Linked DNA regions of Cyprinus carpio: region 1 is linked to region 2. A link is a contact called in public Hi-C data. All regions are on one chromosome and are shown on one strand. The core of a region is the stretch at or near the end of the contact, and the rest is flanking DNA. Distances in the headings are between cores, read along the strand shown.

Region 1 (5,758 bases), core at 73-2,572, 48 kb before region 2:
AAGTTGTGTTGGAAATGTGATGTTATAGGTAAAGACTGATTGTCTCAGCCATTTCCACTATAGTATTAGAATCACAACGACAGTGAATCTGATGTCTTGTTCGGTGATGCTCGTAGGTGCAGGTCGGTGTGATCAAGGATGCTGAAGTACATCGCTGTCACCTTAACTGTCAGTTTTAATGGCTTCCTGATTGCTCCTGTACCTCTTACCTATTACACTGTAAGTACATTTAAACAATTTAAAACTAGACAAAACAAACTTTAAAATATGTTAAAACGGATTCTGTCTTGGTAAACATGGATAAATTAGATCATTTTAAAAGGGATTTTTTAGCCAGTGTCATGGAAATGTTTATAATGATAATACATTATATATCAGTGGTCTCACTACACAAAAACCTGCTGTAGCATGTAGATGTAATTGTGCAGTGTGCGTGTATGTGTACTGCAATCTACTAGAACCTGGATTTTAGTATTTAGTAGTATTTTATGTATTTCAGAGTTTCTTCTGTGCAGTAAATGATTATTTGAGAGGTGGTAACAATCTTTTATAGCTTCAGCTACAAGAAACTGCTATAGAGTTCATACAGCAACTAATTAAAATAGCCCATATTAGCTCTACAATCTGTGGTGGACAGTTCAGGAAAACCTGTTTTGGTTAATGTCATATGAGTGAGAGGAAAGGTGTGGCAATTGTGAACCACTGATAAAGCTTATCTAGGGAACAGAATAACGGCCTACATACAGTATACTATAACCCTCCTTCTAGCGTATTAGCACTGTAGCTCTGAAGTGCACATTGAAGTATATGGTTTAAATATAAACTTGTATTCAATGTTGTATTCAATATGAGTGAGGATACTCCTACAAACCTGTATGTTTTCATTTCTGAAGTTGAACAAAAAGTTCAGTTATAACCCATCTTGCTGGAAATACCTGTATAGGTTTGTTGACATTCTGGTACCTAAAAAAGATACCAGTTACCACCATCATCAACGTGGCCGCCTGCCACACATGTAGTGATTAAATTTTCAAGGCTGTAGATGGCAGATTAGATTTATTTCCCCTGTGTAGTTAATCCACTCATCTCAGCATCTCATGCATTGAAGAACACTCATAATTGCAGCATGCCGATAAAGGGGCAGAAGTACCCGGCTTACAGGCCCGTAAAGAAAAGGCCGATCTGCTGGAACAATGACAATCGGGCTAGAGAATTAAACGCGTCACTGACCCGAGCTTTTCTCCCTGTGCTCCTCGTCCCATTGTGCTGGGCTGATTGATTTTGACTGGGGTCACCTAAGCCCGTGCTGGGAGGCATAGCGTGCTGCGCACGGGGCTAAACGTTTACATGCATTCATTTAAACACTCATGCACGAGCACATACACACAGAGCATATGGGGACAGCAGCAGGCTATTAAGGTTTTACTGTACCAAATGTGGATGTGTTGGTTTGGATTTGTGGGTAATTTGTGAGTATGCATGCATACACTATCATTCAAATGTTTGGAGTCAGATTTTTATTTTAAAGAAATTAATACTTTTATTCTGCAAGGATGCATTAAATTGATTAAAAGTGACAATTCAGGCACTTTCAATGTTACAAAAGATTTATTTCAAATAAACACTCTTTCTTTAAACTTTCTAAGCAGCACAACTATTTTTAACATTGATGATATTATTAAATGTTTCTTGAGCATCAGCATATTTCTGAAGGATCATGCGACACTAAAGACTGGAGTAATGGCTGCCAAAATAAAAAAATTAAAAATTAGCTTTGCCACTGTAGAAATAAGTACATTTTAAAATATATATTTAAATAGAAATGGTTATTTTATATTGTAATAATATTTCATAATAAATAAATGCAGCTTTGCTGATCATAAGAGGCATTAAAATTACATGACAAATTTTGAACAGTTGTGTAGACAAACTTCATATTTTCATATTACAGAATTTTGATTTTAAAAATTCTTTACCATAACACACTTGTTATTTAGTATATTTTTCTCACTAAAAACAAGCCCTACAGTATGTTTATAAGAACATTACAAGAGTCAACAAATCGCCAGGGTCCTTAACAAATATTAGAGATGCATGTGGGCTGGCAGTGGCCCCCCACTCATTGATCTATTGATCTGAAATCTATAGAGGTGAAGTTTTCCAATAATCCATCATGAATTGTGCACTCTCGTCGCTTGTAGTCAAGTGAAAAAGAGAGACTATAAGTGATGGCCAGATATCTTGTTTTTATTATATCCTGATATCCTAGTCATAGTATTAATGTCCCTCCATTATAAGTCATGTAATAGAGATTTTCTGAGAAAGTCAGTGACTTGTCTTAAAGGGTGTGTGTGCATGTGTGACCTGTCTTTGTTCCGTCCATTAGTCTTTGTCTCTTTCAATGTCCGCAGCGGTGCGGAGAACAGCTCCAGTGCTGGAATAGAACACATGATACTCTGTATCATACTCCAAAGCAGCAGGAGCTTGAATGATGTAGTGGCAGTCAGACTATTAAATAATTCCATAAAGCTCAAGTAATTTGCATCACGAATCTAAAGTGTTTCTTTTTCAGGACATTATTCCACAAATATTTTGCTCACAATCTCTGCATATTAATACTTGATAGGAGAAAGAAATTACACACTTTTCAGTCATTACTGCAGTCTTCAGTGTCACATGATCCTTCAGAAATCATTCCAATATGCTGATTTGGCACTTGAGAAACATTCCTTATTACTATCAGTGTTAAAAACAGTCGTGATGCTTAATATTATGACCCCAAACTTTTGAGTTATAGTGTATTAAAAAGTCAAAAATCTGTAGGGAAAACAAACAAATACAAAAAAAAACCTTTTGTGCTGTGTGATGCAGTGTATAGTATTATCCTGAGAACACACGCAATTTATTTGGTTAAATATGGTCAGTTGAAATGGAGGGAAAGTGCCAGTTGTGAAAAAGTGCCAGAGTGTTCTTTAAAATGCGAGAATATGTGTTTATATATTTTCCCCTTCACTCATTAACTCCGCATCTCTATTGTGGCCTGCTGACTGACAGCTGACGGGATGCTTTTGGAGAGTTACCACATGGTGGGTGTCTTAACAGAGAATGTATTGCATCACCGCACTTCACAGAGCTTCCGTCCACATATCACTTTACACTCCTGCCGCTTGCTGTTTAAATATTACTGCTTATTCAGGTGACAGTTGTTGTAGTGAAGTGTGTAATAGCTTTTGGCAGTAAGTAGAGATCTTCATCTGAGCCTGTGATGAAGCCTTTTGATTTGCGTGTGTGCGTGTTAAGTTTGTGAAAGTGCACCTCTGCACGTTCCCGTGTGTGCTTGTGCATTTGAGTGACAGGGCCGTGGGAGCTGTATTGAGTAGTTTAGCTAACTTTGGCACTTCAGACTTTGGAGCCCCTAAATTCCCCCCAAACTCCTCCTTGCACTCACACATGGCTCCACGCGGACTCAAGGCTCCACGCTTTGACTCACACGCTCATGCATAGGCGCACACTCTCACGCACGCAGAATGCGTCTCTTGGAATTCCAGTAGGGCCAGAAGGCAGAGAGGAGGCTGATGGGGGACAATGGGCAGGACATCTGTCATGCGTGGCTGCACTCCGTCCACTCACAATGGAGAGAGGGGACCGGCAAGTGGTGCCTTTCTTTCCTCTCTCTCCTTTCCGGGGAGACTTCTGCATCTCACAATGGTCCTTTTGTCCCCTCACTGCTTTTTTCCCCAGTGTTTAACCCTTTAAATCTGCTCCTTTTCTGCCAGCCTTTCTTTCTGTCCTGAAAAAGAAAGCAAAATCAGAGAAGCTCCCTTCGGCTCCACTGCTCAGTGCATGCAGAGATATACATTAAAAGTCTCTGAACTTACATGTTTGAGAGTGTATGAGAGAGAGGATGTCATGTCAACATCATAGAATTACATAGCACTTTCAAAATCAAACATTTCAAAATAGTTTTACATTTTTTGTGATATGTTAACACTTAGAATGTTCAAAAAAATATGATTATAATTAAATGTAGTTTAATATATGTATTTAATATATTTAAATATTTGAAATATTCTAATTTAGTAAATATTTTAAACGTTCTGAAATACTTAAATATTTTAAATAACAAACTGCATTTCAAATTTTCAATTAGCATTGATTCTACATTTTGCATTTTTTACACATTGCTTTTCTTACATTGTTACTTTTTTACATTTAAAAGTTTGGTTTTGCTTTCCAATGACATTTTAAAATTTGAATTCTGCTTTTGTAATTTTTTTGAAGTACAGTTTAGAATGTTAATTTTGCTTTCGGATTTTGAAATAATTTTTTGAATTTGGAGCTTTTTGAATTATGTTTTCCTACTATTTTTTTGCATCCTTTATCCTTTTACATCCAAAATATCCTCTCTTTTTTGTCTCTTACACTCACTCACTGTCTTTCTGTCTTCTGACCTATTTCTCTCCATGGGAAGTCTCATTATAGACAAGCTTTCACACACTCAACTGTAGTCATTTCTCCTTGGTTGATACCTTTCAGTTTATTGACCACCGCATGTATATAAGCAACAGTCATGCAGATAGCCAGAACTGTCCCGAGCGCCATTGATTGGCCAATCCAGCAGCGTTTGTAGTGAGAGACCTCTAATTACCGCCAGCCCTTCTAAGCTATAGCTTTTAGCCTGTTTTCAACACACTGCCGCTCATGTAAATTGCAAATTGATTTCTCAGCCTGCCCCCCTTTCTTAAGGACTTAAGGGGTTCAAGACAGTCAACCATTGATTGAAGTAAGACTGCAATGCTTTATTGCTGTCAGCCATAAGGCTTTTCAAGGGGAAAACTTCAATAAAGCAATTCAAGGACTTTGGAAAAGTCCCAGAAACTTTGTTTCTTACATACAGTGTGATTTAAATGTTGTCTAAAGCTAAACATATTGCAAGGCAAGCCAAAAAGGTGGGTCAGCTAATGAATGCAAAAGTTTGGGGTAAACTGTGGTGGACTTATTTACTGCTTCAGCATGGAGGTTGAGGCTCCCATTCTTGGCCAGGCACTATAATACACTGACTGGCAACCCTTACTGCTGTGTACTGGCAGTTAATTGTTCCCAGCTGTTGTGGCTCAGGGAACAAAGACACTTTTGAAAAGGTGATCTGTTGATTGGGGCACCAGCCTGACTTCCATTAATTGGATGTGGATCACAGGAAAGGTGGCATCTGTGTACAGCGTTGCTGGTTCATGTGGCCCAGGGCTAACACACAAACTGTAACAACAGTGGCCCATCTGTGTGTGTTTGTTTAAATCAGAGCACAAGTTGTTCATGTTTCAGAGAGAAAACACCAAGCAAGTGAAGAAAAGAAATGAAGTGATTCTGACAAACTCTTGTACTTCTGGTGTGAAGGAGGGTGTGTTGGTGGTGTTTTATAGTGTTCAGACACGGAAGAGCTTTGTGAGTCATGTGATTAGGGTTGGAGCTCAGTGTTGCGACATGAAAATCTATCTATATACATACTGTGTGTGTGTATATATATACACACTAGATAGATAGATAAATAGATTTTTTTCTCAGTGTAGATAGAAACATTTTTTGTTATTGTGTTTCCTCAAATCTTTCTCTTTTATAAGTGAATTCAAGTATGAGGATAGAATTGTGATGAAAATAAATAAACATAGGACAGATGACCTGAGTGAACACATGCAGACCCACAAAAGCACATGTAGAAGACATTCTGCTCACTTCTCTTCTCACATCAGGATAAATATTT
Region 2 (6,166 bases), core at 644-3,143:
TGGCTTCACTGAACATGGACCGTATGGGATGAGTTTGATTTAATCAAATCTTTAAAATTTGTACATTTAGAATTATTTTACATTTATAATCTTTCATTTTTGAACCTAAACCTAACGTGACCAGCACGGATCAGTTCACTTTTCACATAGTGTCCCACTTCCCTCTGGTGGTAGCACACAATAATGTTTTTTTGGAGGGAGTAAAAATGTTATGTTTTATTTATATTAAATACTCCTTCACTATTCTATAGTCATATCGGCGAGCAAAAGAAATGTTATTCTGGGAGTGAATGTAAGATTGGAAATAGTTAAATATAGGCTAGTCGTAGGCTACTAATGACGATGCAGTTTGCTGACTTCAACATTTCCTGATGTGAAAAATGATGTGCTGCCAGATCCACCACAAATCCAGCAAACTAGACTGATAAAACAAGCCCAAAATAAGCGACTTTCTTCACAAAACAATAATCCTGAATACGCGGATTTATTTATTTCTATGATTCTTGAGAAGTGTGCACAAAAACTATGTAAGCAACTTGTACACACAAAGTAGCTTATAAACTATAGACAAGGCAACACTTCACCTCAATAGATCCAAATGTTCATGCATTATTCAGAATGAGGTATATTATTACACATTCGTGGCTGGATTTTCCTGTTTTAAAGTGGTAGACATTAAATTGGTTTATTTTATATTTTATTTTATTTTTTCAAAGAAAAATGTGACATTTTTCGTTGGATTCCTTATTCTTTGTAGTGAAACATTGCAGGACTGTCGGCTTTTTGTTTTAGTGCATTAAAGATACAACATAGCTTATCCTTCGCTGGATTTTAGAGAACCAGAAATAATGAAAACAAAAAAGAAATTGAGAAAACGGAAACCTCTTTCGAAACTCCTTACTGGAAATCATGCGTTCCGAGCAGAAATGGCGTTGTTTCCCCGCCTACAAGTGACGTTTTGTCATGACGAATTGAAAGTTAACTTGAACAAGCATGATGCATACATTGTTGTCTTGCTTGCTTTCTATGTTTTGGCACACAACCAGTGAGAATGTGTAGATGTATTTGTCTGCGTTGAGCTCACTGATGGTGTTACTTACCACATTTGAATTTGTCCTTCGTTGATCACTGGTTTTCAGCACAGTTTCAGCAGCGCTGCCTTTTAAATATAAGATGTACAACAGTTTGATTTAATCAAATTTATTTTATATTATTTATTAATATTTTTAGGTGAGTTAGAATTTATAGTGTGAATGTGAAATATATTTATAATTTTTAATTTACAATATATTCTTCGATAAGTAAATTATTTACTCATTTTCTTTTTGAAGTTTTTTATAAGCATTATTGTTTTGCAAAACAAATAGTACACATACAACACAGTGAAAGAGAGGAGGTTAAAATGCATATTATCTAAAATTTTAATAATAATAATAATAATAAGGTGCCACTAATGTTGATAAAATAATTGCAATAATTAAAATATATAATTAACTTTTAGCAAGAAATGAATGGCCATTAAGACCACGTTGTCCAGAGTCAGACAATGAATTAGGTTAAGGAGTAGGCTAGGCTATATGAATTTAATAAAAATATGAAGCTCACAAAAGTAAGATGTTAGGTAGGAAAATGCTAAAGTATGAAGACAATAATGTACCAAGGCATTAAAAACGAAAATACTCACAAAAGTATCAACATACTCCCTTTACGTATGAAGATAACATTTTTAACAAAATAAATAGGCACTTCTCAGGCACACATAAATCTGGATTTAAAAACGATGACATATCTAATGTCCTTTGTATATAAAACGGAATATATATATATATATACATCTAATATATATATATATATCTAATAATATCCAGCGGGATAAAGTTTCTCATTCACCTGGTAGAAAGAGTTGCATCAGGATGACCAATAGGCTGCAGCTTCAGTGTCAGTGTAAAGTGAAAGTAGGTGGATAGAAAGAAAAAAAACAACAAACGCACACGGAAGGCGCAAGACTGTATCTCTTAACTTGTGTTAAAGAGCTGGCGTCGAAATCAGGTAAGTTATTTTCTAACAGCATTGTATTTTTGCTATATAATCTACGGACGGTGAGTTTATCGCGACCTGAATTTGTTTATCGCTTAATGTTGCTGTAAGGAGGAAACATGAGTTTTGTAATAGCCCACTTTCCTCTACTGTACACGAAAATTCGCTCTCGAGCCGTAGCGAGCGACCAGAAAAACCATTTAATCTCAGTATGATTGTGCAGTCGGTTTAGCTAGGCTATTATATATGTTAGCTTACTTAAACGACACCAAAATGACATGACCATATTTGTGCCTGGATACTCCATGACAAAATACGCGAGGACATTGCCTTAATGAGAATTCACATATTCAACAAGTTTCCTGTATTTGACTCTACTGGAAATAGCAAGGGAGGAAGGTCTACTTGTGTGGCTAGAACGTAGCGGACTTCTATACTATTCTGCTAAATGTCACGTAATATATGTACGTTTTAGTTTGATAGTGGAAAATACTTGTGTTAAGCACAAGCGCCTACACTTGATATTGGAAAATACTTAAGTGTTAAGCACGAGCGCGCATTCGAATTCACGCCCTACTTTCTGTTCCCCATAGGCTGTATGTGGCATTGGTGTGTTAGGCCTTTTTTTGTGCACTAGAGATACGTCTGTTCTTTGTAAACCTTCCTCACTGTTGTTGTAACATCGCTTGTGTCAACTTCATACTTTGGGATGTAACACCCCCATGCTGTTATTTTTCATAAATATTATATGAATTTGCTGTGGCCTTTTAAAATGCACTAAAAAGGCTTAGTGAAGTGTTTATTTCTGTGCAAAGTGTATTAGATTAAATAAATCAATGTTCTGTCTGTCTGTCATTGTTAGAGTTTTTGAGTTTCATGCTATTTGTTGATGGGTAGTTTTTGTCAGGGATGTGGACATGATCAAGAGTGCAATGCAATGATTAATTGCAATGATTCAGTTAATAATAAAGGTTAATTTAAAGTTTAATTAGGAAACGGTGATTGTATGCACACTTCTCTGCCAAACGACAAGTAGTGTTTCCCAATTGTAGCCTGAAGAAATAATGAATACTTTCTCAGTTTTTAAGTTGTTTGCTCATGTCTTTTGTGTTATTAGTCACAGTATTTCAAGTAGTATCAACATTAATTAGATGAGTGAAAAAGGCTATGAGTTTGTTAATTTCTGTTCATTTGTTCATTTCTGCCATACGATATGCCTATTAACAATGCATTCATACATTCAGTCAGTGAAAAGAGATAAAATAAAATGGATGAGTGGTAAAGTGGATGAGAGCTCCAAGTGTCTGGTGACAACTACTGTCTAAGTTTCAGTGTGAGGCTGGCTTGTTGTGAGAATTAATTTGTTTTCTGAGAGAAATGCTGAGAGATTGCTTTGTTGTCCATTAATTATTATAAATGCATCATTCATTCACTCACTAATCAAACTTAAGAGATTTCAATGTGAATGCAAACCCTTCTCATCAGATTTCTCCAAAACCAAATTATCAGAGCTTTCTCTTCCATATTTATTTTAGATGCCTACTGTACAGTTGTCCCTTTTTTCAGTATATTTTAGGACATCTAATACCAGGATGATGCCTTAACAAAACAGGACTATGAAAGAGCAGACTTTGTGGTAATAAAGGCCAATTCACACTGCACCGACAGACACAGACCAATGCAGACCACCACTAAATTACAGTATGTCACACTTTAGACATTCCACAAACTGACAAACACTAATTCAGCATGTTCAATTTGTGTAAACAAGCTCAAACAGGGGTTACACACTGATCAGACAAAACCCAGCAAAGTGTCTCTTGCTGTCTGTCTGTGTTTGTTGTTGCTGTGTGAATTGACCTTTAAACATAAAATGTTTAAAATTAAATTTCTTCTCTGCAAATACATAAAATGGAGATCTATAAAGTCCTCCTGCAGTCACTAATTTTATCCCTTAAAACTCATCTTCGATAATCAAAATGACATATTTAAAAGTGTTTCCCATGAAAATAATTTCTTTAAAATGGCTTGAATATATCTTGGCACCCTTACCTCATCGGTAAACCGAAGTAGTAAACATTACACAATGGCAAGTGGCAATATTGGATTAATTCAGCCATATATGTATATGTATGTATATATATATATATATATATATGTATATAGTGTATATGTATATATATATATATATATATATATATAGATATATATATATATATATATATATGTATATATATATATGTATATATATGTATATATATATATATATATATATATATATATATATATATATATATATATATATGTTATATGTGTATGTGTGTGTGTGTGTGTGTGTGTGTGTGTGTGTGTTTGAGCCAAAAGAAGAAGAGGAAGCGTGAATTATGCAGGGTTGCCTAGAAGTTGATGTATCAGAATGATAACACATTTTATGTATTGCTCTCTACAATATTGAACACGCAGCAGTAATTATATCATTAGCCTTTGGCTTAACTATGATATCAAACAGCTAATGCACTGATAATGTTACACAAAACATGTTCCTGTTTTCTGTCTGAGACAGCTAATGATATGAAATGCCCTGCTATCACGTTGACGGGATTGGGTACATGTTTGTGACAATAGAAATTGGGCTGTTTCAAATTGCATTTTTGAGAGTGTAGCGATTTTTGAGACTCTCCGGTTTTAAGGAGAAAATGTTCAGCAGTGGTGTTGGCTGATGACTTTGCACATGATTTGTCTTTAAGCATATTAAAAACACCAGATAGACATTTAAACAACATTAAAACTTTTCAACACGTTCTACTTATTTTAAACTCATTTTCAACACAGGGGGTCTTTACATAAGATTCAGAGAATATGCCTTGCTTTGCACCCCTTATCACATAAAGATCAGCGCAGTGCTGAAAAAGAAAATATAAATATTTTATATAAGTCTTTTAATGTTAGAGAGAGAGAACCATTTAAAGTTATAGGAGATATATACCTCTGACCCTTTGCCTATGACCTGCTAAGTTGCAGCGGTAAAAGCGAACCTATAGGACTTATTTATATTGCTACACAACTATTTAGAACCCATAAAACTTCTATGAATATGCCATTTTATTTCATCTTATAAGACCCTCTTATATTCATTTATTTTAGTTGTTCTACACTGTGGAAAATGGGAACCTGATTTCTACCTGATTTAACCCATAAAAAACTCGTTTTGTTTGTATAAATCAATGCATTTTGGTTGATTTAGTGATGTTAAATAATATTTTACACTTGAATTAAGGCAGTTAATTTAGATGTTACTGTTTTTTTTTCTAACAGTGTGTGTTCTACAGAATTAAGCACTGTTATTTTACCAGACCTGTTTTTCCTGCACATCTTCTGGTGTTCATACAATAGCAATCTAGCACACCTGATCAACACAGTTGTCAAGTTTAATAGGCTGTTGTCATCTGATACAGTCCTGAATGCATACTTTTAAACATTATCTTGAATTTCCATGGTTCATCTGTTTGTCCTGTATAGTATTGTAACGTGACATATTTCCCTTGAATGATTTATCTTCAGATGTTATGCATGCTGCTCTGCACATAGGTGTGGTCTTTTTTCACCTACGCTGCACCAATCCCTTTTTTGAACATTATTATTATTAAATATTATTATTATTTGGAACAGAGGGATTCCCAATTACAGGATGAGTCATGAGCTTTAGTGAATGAAAAATGTGATGCCTTGTGTTACATTTGTGTTCACACTTCTATCTAGTAAAAGAGCTTTATTGGTTGAAACTAGTGAGTAATCTAGGGATTAATATGTTGCAATTTACTACAGAAACACTGCCTACTTATTTCTTGTACAGTGCACTGGCTAAACTAAATATTTTAACCAACCATATGACAGGTCTTAGAGAGTCTGATGAGTGTAGGTGTACTAGAATGACATGGGATTACACTTCAGTTTGCCTGGTTCAATGCAGTTCCTATTGAGAAACATCCTGTTTTACTGCTAAATTGATATTTGATTAGATAAAAAAAAGCTTTAACAAAGTACAAACTATCTATTTAGATACTAATACTACTAATCATATCTACTTAGTTGTATGTGTTTTCCTTATATGTATTTTCCTTATAGTTTA

What was found. A called contact is a pair of places that touch in the nucleus more often than the background predicts.
Region 1: a contact with region 2 is called in a Hi-C map of skeletal muscle, with 2.2 times the contacts expected there. The contact joins the enhancer-like site here to the promoter of LOC109051977 in region 2. A contact is called at or near these places in 3 of 8 Hi-C or Micro-C datasets (red blood cells and skeletal muscle).

What each region holds. Positions count from the first base shown.
Region 1 is chrA23:13,877,440-13,883,197 of ASM1834038v1, reverse strand. No RefSeq gene overlaps it. Among protein-coding and RNA genes, the nearest start is that of LOC109051978, 25 kb to the right of the region's middle. Within about 2 kb of position 1,322, at least 2 of the 8 cell types and tissues checked have an H3K27ac peak or open chromatin away from gene starts, as enhancers often do.
Region 2 is chrA23:13,829,256-13,835,421 of ASM1834038v1, reverse strand. LOC109051977 (signal transducer and activator of transcription 5B-like) reads left to right here and starts at 1,893. Exons shown (of 22, transcript XM_042713975.1): 1 at 1,893-2,049.